Regions from separate parts of the Sus scrofa genome. Here region 1 is linked to region 2. The links are chromatin contacts, called in public Hi-C maps. All regions are on one chromosome and are shown on one strand. Each heading gives the region's core, a stretch centred on a gene start, on an enhancer-like site or on the middle of the called end of the contact. The rest is flanking DNA. Distances are from core to core; before and after follow the strand shown. Region 1 holds the start of SLC6A4 (sodium-dependent serotonin transporter). Region 2 holds the start of SSH2 (protein phosphatase Slingshot homolog 2).

Region 1 (4,536 bases), core at 27-2,526, 240 kb before region 2:
GCTCCTTCTCTCCCCACAGCTGGGCAGTGCCCACCATTATTATGATCCCTGTGAAGGGAGCCAGAGGTCCCTGGGAGGCTTACTTGCTAGGGCAGCACAGCACCAAAGAAAGCAGTCCTGAGAGGGGCCGAGTGGCTGGGCAGGAATGGGTAGTAGGATCTAGAAAGAAGGCCAGGAGGGGTGAACGGTTAGTGAGACTGTGGTGTTAAAAAGTCGTGGTGAGCCAACGTGCAGGGCGGACTGAGTGGAGACAAGAGCCTTAGCCAAGGGCTGGAGTCACGCGCTGCCTGCTGCCTCCCGCCGCCTCCTCAGAACCTCACCTTAAGTGCCCCTTGTTCACACAGCGCTTGCACATTGGGTTCATCTGAAGGGAGGCGCTGCCCAGTGTGGGCCCCGCCACCCCGGGATCTGGCCACAGGATGAAATTCCCAAGTTTGCCCAGGAATCACCAGCCAGCTCACCAGAGCCCTCTCTGAAGCCCTCCCCGCGTTCCTTGCAATGCCCACCCTGGCGTCTAGGTGGCACCTAAACCTCACTCTGATTACTCCCGAGTTGGGGCGCCGCCCACGCCAGAGGGGAGTGGGGCGGCGGGGTGGACAGAGTTGTTCCAACTCAGTCCCTCTGGACACCGCCGGCTTCACTCAGCTGGGTACCAGCTCAGATTTCTGGGTTACATTCAATCCAAGTTACGCGGGCGGGCGCTTCAAACTTGTCCCTGTTTCCCTTCTGCCTCCTGCGTGGCTGAGACTCCGGCCTTCTCCGGGGAGAAGTGGGTGTGTCAGCGCGCTCGGCTCAGCCTCAGGGACATCCCAGAGCACGTACTGCATCTGTTCTTTTCAAGTGTAAAAAATAATTTTACTGAAAATATGATAATATGAAGTTCATCTTTAAACATGTGTTTTTTTTTTTTTTTTTTAATTATCAAAGCAGTATCTTCATCTGGTCCAACACAATAGACTCCTGTTGAACCTCTTCAGATAATGAAGATACTCGAAGAACTTCATCCACCAGCCGGACGCCCCGGGGACGTAGTTTTCCAAATCACCCTCCACCACCTTCCCCCCCCCCCCCGTACCCTCTGTTCTGATACCGGTTAGAACTTGTGTCTGATTCACAAAATGGAAAAGAATTCTTCATTCATTCATTCTCTCTGCAAGTATGGACTGTGAGCCTCTAGGTTGGGCGCTATTGGAGGCAGCTGGGATGGTGAGGCATTAGAGAAGATTCCTTCTGGCTGAGCTTACGTCCCAGCGGTAGAGCCGGACGAAAGCCAGGGGCTAAGTCCTAGCAAGAAAAATAGGGCAGGATTCGGGATGCGGGTGATGGGAGGTGTCAGTGGCCAAGGGAGATCACTCTGAGAAAGCGATACTGAGTCGCTTATAAACCTAAGTAAAATCTGGGGAGCCACTGCTGGGGAGAAACTACACCTGTGGGTGGTGGAGCAGCCCCTCCCCCGCGAGGTTAACGAGCGCGGAGGTTAGGATTCTCCGCGGCGCTCGGCCGGCTGCCCGCCCCTCGCCGCCCCTCACCGCCCCCGGCTCGCTCGCTCTCTCAGCGCTGTCCCTCCCGGGGAGCGAGGGCGCGCGTGCGTGCGTGCGTGTGTGTGTGTGTGTGTGTGTGTGTGTGTGTGTGTGGAGGGGGGTGTCCATCACCTCCCCGGGCCCCCCCTCCCACCTCGGCTGAGCGCGCCCACCCCCTCCCCAGGAGGAACGCCGAGCAGCGGCCGCCTGCGGAGAAACGTAAAGTTTCTGTGGCTCAAAGTGACGCAAAAATTCTTCAAGAGCTCTTTGGCGGCGGATATCTAGAGATCAGACCATGTGAGGGGCCGAGAGTACAAATACGGCCGCGCGGGCGCCGGCGCCGGCACAGGCAGCGGCGCCCGGTGCCTCGAGGGCGCGAGGGTCGCCCGCGTCGGAAGCCCGGAACCAGCCTCGCGGACTCCCGGCAGGTGGGTCCGCCTTCCTTCTGGCTTCTAATGCCTTCTTCTCTCCAGAACTTCTTCCCGCGCGGCCCTCCGGGCACTGGCGGGGGGACCTGGGCGGTGGGCGCCGTGCTCTGGCAGGGCGGGCGCGCAGGGAGTCGGCAGCGGGGACCGCGGGCTGGCGGGCGGCTCCGAGGGCTCCCTCGGCCCCGGCGGCCGGCCTTCGGGGGGTCCAGCCCGGGAAAGCCCTTCAAGACGGTCTCGGGCGAAGTGCCGTCCTGCGCTGGGGGGAAAGTTGCTTTACTTTCAAGCCGTAGCTTTTGTTTGCTCTTTTCTGACCGCCATCGCGTGCCGGGGACTCTGTGCAGGCGTCCCTGCGGGGAGCGTCTTGGCCGACGAGAAGCCCAAATGCCTAGAGAAATCTCGGGATGACACTTAAGTGGGACGAGTCTCCGTGCGCTTGGGTGGTTTTCACTGGTAGAACCGATGCACGCTCAGTCGGTCATCCTACAGGCCATTCACAATTTATGTGAAACTCAAACTCCAGCGAGCTGTTTTACATGGTTGAAGCGTGAGACCATCAGTTGTTTGAAAAATGTGTACATTCATATTGGCTTTTGAAAGGGCTGTCTGGAGCTACAGAGCACTAAGAAGCACATTTCTATTCGCCCTGGGTCTTCTGCATAATGAATTTCTATTTCAGTTGGGGTTTGGGGCTCTTAAGAATTTCAGAGGGGTGGAATTTCAGAGTCAGACATTACAAAGGTTTGAGTGTATGTATTTTTATGATCAATTTTGTCCAGAAAAATGAACCAGGTCAATGGATTATTTATGAGCCTGCTAGCTCTCATCATAGTAAGACGGGATCAAATATTTAATGTGTTTTGCCTTCAGTTGCATAGGAAAAATGTCTAGGAAAGCAACTTTGGGACCTGTGTTTAGTGAAACGGAGGGGCACCATGGGCTCTTGGGGTTTTGGATTTGGGGAGTGGAGGGAAAGCTTCGACTCTAGGTCTATAATCTGCTTTTGTGTGAAGCCACTGGTGCTCAAAGTTCAAGTTTTCCTACCACAGACTCAGGTTGGGGCGGCTGCTTCCAGCATGGATGATGAGAGGGGGATTCTTATGGGGTTTGTGCAAGCTGTTTGGGGCATGGGTTTTCCTTTTTGTGACTGAACCTGAATAACAGCAGATTGAAACTGCTTCACAATTAATCAAACGTCCCCTCAACACACAGGTGATCCACCTAGGACATTTCAGAGATGTGACGCCAGCACAGATATTTAAACCCATTTCTTTCAGTCTCCTTGCTTAAAAATATTTATGGTAGGGGCGGGAAGTGGGGATGGAATAACGTTCAAGTTTTAATGGAACTGGCAAAAGCTCAGAAATTCCTTTTTGGGGATTTTTTTAGAGTTGTTTGAGCATTTTGATGAAACTCGGAGAGGCATGTCAATGAGTTTCACAGAGTGGGGACTTGATCATGGAATGGGGGTGCTTGGCTGGAGAGTGTTGTGTCTTACAGGGGGCTTGCAAAAACATCCTGGGTGTCTGCTTCCAAAGAGAAAGACAGACAGTTCCAGAAATGAAGCCAGTAAACACAGTTCCTTCTCCTTCATACTCCTCGAATGGTATAATTTGGGAGAACAAAGGCGGGGCTGCCTGAAGAAGTTTAATTTTAATTTGGCTTAATGAATCAACAGGATATGGTCATGACTTGACTTTTTAAATACAGATGCCTGGATGGCCAAAGGGAAAATTATGCAGTCATGTTTCTGTCCGTCTAAGAAAGTACCTCAGATCTTAATCCCAGTCACAGATGAGCTCCTCTGGGTCTTGAAGCCCTCAGCTCTTAGCGAGGGGCGGGGGGGGGCCTGCAAAATACAATGTCGGCTCAGCATCCCCGCCAGTTCTCTCCAGCCCATTCTGTGACTTTGACCCTAGCCTTTCCGCTTCAAGCAAACACGAGTTGAAATGATGGTGCAAAATGCTTGAGGGCCAAGACTCTTCACCCAGATGTTTCTGTCAGATTAGGGTCCTCCAAGGACCCCCGCTTTCACTCCATGGCAGAGGCTTTGCACACTGTGACATGCACAAGTTAAGTCCTGCACCTCAACCATGTCCATCCCATGGGGGCTCAAGTTTCCTGTCTCCCCAAATTGCCTTTGCAACCTGCCCAGGGCGTGGAGCAGGAGAAACGGCCCCCAGGCCCTACAGATTTGGGCTGGGCTGGTTTCTTTCCAGTCACTAAGCTGTTGCCAGTGGGTCGCAATCCTTGGAACACCAAGGAACAGGTGTGGGTATGGAGTCAAAGGTCTGAAAAAGCTCTCATTTCTCTTCCTCGGGCAAGTGAGGCCAACTCGCCAGCTCTTGCGGGGAATCCCATTTCTGGGTTTAACGGGGCCAAAGAGAACCCTGAGGAAAGAAAACTGTCATCTTTCTAGAAGGGACCCGGGTGGAAAAGAGATGGAAATAGCATTTTAAAGAACCCTGCATAAATGACTTTTCCTGGGGAGTTCCTGTTGTGGTGCAACGGAAACGAATCTGACTAGTAACCATGAGGTTGCAGGTTCCATCCCCGGCCTCGCTCAGTGGGTTAAGGATCTTGTGTTGCTG
Region 2 (4,354 bases), core at 196-2,695:
TTTTGTCTCTCAGGCTCTCTTGACCACCACCAGGGGGCAAAAGCCTACCAGCTGGCTTCTCTGCAGTACATTCCACGGAAGACTGTACAGTACAGGGACCCTCAGTGTCTGATTCTTGATGGAACCTCCCTGCTAATTATTTCAACCACAGGGCCCCAGAGAGAGAACAAAGGCTCAGCACAGAGGGCTCTAGTGGCACTTAACCATACAGTGGCCAGAAAGAGCTCCTGACAGCTCTGTCAGTTTACAAGAAGCAGTAAGATCCAAGAGAGTTTGAGTGACAAACAGGAGGTGGTAGGTTAATAACTGCAAGTTCCTGAATGTGTTTTTACAGCTTTAATATATATGGTAGTATGTACCAGCACATCCACTCAAATTGAGAAATAGCTTTGTCAACTCTCTTTCTCTGTGAAATCAATCAGTAGTATTTGCATAGTGCCATTTCCACCCCCCCTTTAATGTCGATTTTTCATTACATTGTTGGCTTATGTTCAACTGATGATTTATCGTTTAGAAAACTATTTCTTTAAAATACTTAATCTCGGCATTTCACATACGTCTATGAAATAATGGCATCCAGAGACGAAGGAGAGGAAACCTCAACGAGCAAATCCTAGTTAAGAGAATTTCTTCCAGCAAAAAGCAAGTGGGAGGTAAATAGCCGGTTGGACCCTTACAAGTCTGTGAGCCCAGCTTTCTCGGCCTCCCGGGTTCGCTCAGCCTCTCTGCATCTCGAGAATAATGAAGGAGTCCTTAGACACGGGCCAAGGAAATAGAGGAAGACTCCCGAGGTATTAAATTTTAAAATCTTCCTTTCAAAAAGTCTCATCATAAAACACAGACTCGGAGACGGAAGGGTGGAAAAGCTCAGAAAAATCCCCCGAGAGCCGGGGTCAAAGGGAAAGTCTCTAGCCCAGTAAGTCCCACCCACGCACGGGGAAAGCGTTTCAAACCCCGCGGCGCCCTTTCCCACCAGGAAACTTGTTTGCCTCAGGCTTTTCACCTCAGTTTCTTTTCACTAAGGTGGGTTAGGCTCTGCGCCCCACCTCAGAAAACGGTTATCCCTCAGGCGTGGGGACCCGAGAGACGCCCCAAGCCCCTACGCCCCGCCTCCCATCGCAAGCCCCAGCCCCCAGCACGGCCAAACTGCACGATTCCAGAGCCCAGGAGGAAACCCGGGAGGGGGCGGCGGCCCGAGGCGCACACACCCGGCCGGCTTCCGGCAACTCAAGGGTTACGGCGAGGCGGCGGCGCGCGCCGAGGGGAGAGGCGGTTGCTGACAGGTGGCGCCTGCGCACTGGGAGCGCTCATTGTGCCCCGCAGCTGCCGAACCGCCCGCCCGCCCGCCCGCCAGCTGCCCGTTCGGCGCGTCAGTCTTGAGAGTCCGGTGGTGGGTGCGGAGCCTGCGGCCGTTCCCGCGGCCTCGTCCTCCTCCCCGTTCCCCTCACCCCTTCCCCACACCCCTTGCCCCATCCCGGCTCCGTCACCCTCCCGCCCCCCACACTCAGGACAAGAATGCCCTGCCCGGAACAGCCCAGCAGCGCCTAGATGGCTTTGGTCACGGTCCAGCGGTCGCCTACCCCCAGCACTACCTCCAGCCCCTGCGCCTCGGTGAGTCCCTCCCGGCGGCCGCTCCGCTCGCTTCTGTCACTGCGGCTCCGCTTTGCCTCAGCGGGTCCCGCCGAGCGCCACTGCGCACGCGCCGCGCCGCTTCCCAGGCCTTGGCACTCGGCTGCCGCGAACCCCCCCACACCCCCATCTTAAAGACGAGCTGCGGGAACTACAGGACGTTGATTTGTGCCCCCATCACTCCGGGCACCTGGCGCCTCACAGTCCTCGCCCCGAACCCCCCTGTGGCATGCCTTCCTCTGGCTTGAGCACTTCCTTTCGGGAATGAGTCATTCTTGCTTTTCGCCCTCCCCCTTCCTTCACCCTCCGTTGCTCCGCTGCAGGGAGAGGACCCTGGGACTCCATCGTTGCCCCTAACACACACCCACATCCCCTTACCCACACCCAATTCGTGGACCCGTTCAATATTCGCACATTGCACGCCCTTCTCCGGGCTCTCCGGGTGTCTGCTTTCCCCCTGGTCCCTTGCTGTCCTTCTTGTGCTCTGTCCGTTCGGGCTTCATTGGACTGCTGAACGGTAGTTACTCCTCGGTTTCTTCCCTTCTTCGCCTCCTCCAAAGGGTGGCCGCGGTCTCTGCTCCTTGGATCTCTTACCTTTCCCCTACAAGGTCCCAAAGCATCTGGCGCTGCTTGATGACCAGTGCCAATTCATTTACATCTTACAGACATTTATGCCTTACACTCAGCTGCTCATGATCGTTCTTGTTCTTGGGTCGTGTGTACGGCTCGTTACTTCACATGCCTATGCCAGTGAAGCGTGCTTCCAGAAGGAAAATACCCAGTAACCAGCCTTTTCCTGCTGGGCCCTTCTAAGCCTTGGTTCCTCGCCCCACCCCCACTCCTATACACTCCATTCTTTTAGGCTCCCCCCCCCAAATGTTTAGTTTTTCAAATAAAATATTGCACCAGTGGGGCGAAATAGGATCTTAAAAAAAAAAAAAAATCCAGATGTTTTAGAAGGAAAAGATCGAATGAATGTATGAACAATTGGAAAAACCATTTTGAATTTCCTACAGAACTGTAATTTTTAAAGCTGTGTTGGTGGATTTAGTGGTTTCAACTTGCAAAAAGGCATTCAGTAAACACTGTACCACCTTCCACTGTAAAAATTCTGCTTAATCTAAATATTTATATTTTAAGTGAGGTGTGAACTTTGATATCTTGAAAATAACCTGGTTTGTAATTTCAACATAGTTTCCTGAATTTCAAATTTTTATTGTGTATGGTGCTGGTTTCTTTTTCTCTTGTGCTAGTTTTTGCACTTTGTGTGGCCAAATTGGCAGCTGTATCCTAATTCTATAGGTGATTATACTTCATAGATTACCTTACCTTGTATTGTTTCCAGAAAGCAGAACTAGCTAAGATCCTTGGATAGAGAAGTTCAAGGAGGCAGATTTCCAGTCATTGTAAGGAGGAATTTTCAAACAGTGGAGTGGACTGTCTTGCAAAATAGTGCCCATTGCTGAAAGCAAAGGCTGGAGGACCTTTTGCCTAGGAGTTGGTAAAAAGAATTCCTGCGGTGGGGGGGCCTTCTAAGGCTCTTTGCAACTTTTAGGATTATGTGATTTGAGAATAACTGCACGTGAAAGCTAGTGAAATATTTAAGGGTCCTCTGAAGACAAGTATCAGGGATGTAAATTCAATATACTTTATTCTTATATGCTAGTTTTTAGAAAGTCATTAAAATACCATCAGACCATCTTAATTCGCTCTACCTTTTGGGTTTGGGCCTGATTTTGGCTGAGAAAGCAACTGAAGTTTAGTTGAGTTGTGCAGGTAAGCCAGGAACCAGTATTATAGTGACATAATTTTCCCTGGGCATTGTTGAAAATAGTTTATACTATAATAATTATATATGTATTTCATGTTATCATACTAATTTTCTGGAAGTGAATGTTTAGTGTATAGTAATACCGTATCTACTTAATAAGACTTAATTAGTCAAAACTTGGTTATTTTAGAGGTATGTTAATAGATACTTTTTGACACAGGTAATTAAATTGATCATGTGGTAGGCTCAGTTGTTGAACTGAATGACATATTTCTACATCTACTTGGTATAGTAGCCTGGTTATTTCAGTTTGTGTGTGGCCCTGGAAGTAAAGGAGTCCTGGGACTGGTGTGGGTGTGTGTGTGTGAGAGAGAGAAAGGGAAACAATCAGCATTTTTAGCCTGACTGTGAGCCTGTTTACCTTTACCTTTAAATTGTCTTATTTCATTTCATTGTCTCATGGCCCTTGTGTTCTAATATTTGGCTGCTGTCTGACCTGCATATATTTGCTGTTGCATCTCTCGGTGCATGAATAGGTTGAGTTGTTTGTTTTAAAAGAGATCATAAAGAATCTATAGAACCATGAAAGGAGAGGTTTAGTTTTGTGAGGCTGGAAATTTAGATTTTTTAATAAATCATTTTAACTATTCTAGTATGCTTTTTCAGTGCAGGAGGTAAGATAATACTATCAGCTTTTCAATATTCTTTTATTAGGGATTATACAAATCTATTGATCATCTACTGGGTGTGAATGACTACTATAGTGCTAAGATGTATAAGATTTTGACCCTATCTGTCAGGGTCATGTAATCTTGGGAAGAATGGGGGGCTGGAGGGGTGGGACAGGGACGGGAGGAGGAACAGACATGAGGTAATAGTAGAAAAAGGGAGTGAGGGGAATAGTACTCTATATTCATGAGCAGCCAGTTTGTAATGGCTATAAGTTTGTCTGAA

Evidence for each region. A called contact is a pair of places that touch in the nucleus more often than the background predicts.
Region 1: a Hi-C map of embryonic fibroblasts shows a contact between it and region 2, with 2.3 times the contacts expected there. The contact joins the promoter of SLC6A4 here to the promoter of SSH2 in region 2. A contact is called at or near these places in 2 of 47 Hi-C or Micro-C datasets (embryonic fibroblasts and epiblast stem cells) and 1 of 2 datasets of contacts at active chromatin or transcription factors (alveolar macrophages).

Annotation. Positions count from the first base shown.
Region 1 is chr12:46,325,117-46,329,652 of Sscrofa11.1, reverse strand. SLC6A4 (sodium-dependent serotonin transporter) reads left to right here and starts at 1,276. Exons shown (of 14, transcript XM_021067521.1): 1 at 1,276-1,948.
Region 2 is chr12:46,082,811-46,087,164 of Sscrofa11.1, reverse strand. SSH2 (protein phosphatase Slingshot homolog 2) reads left to right here and starts at 1,445. Exons shown (of 20, transcript XM_021067518.1): 1 at 1,445-1,611. The coding sequence starts at 1,549. EFCAB5 (EF-hand calcium-binding domain-containing protein 5) reads right to left here and starts at 1,950. Exons shown (of 24, transcript XM_013981195.2): 1 at 1,593-1,950.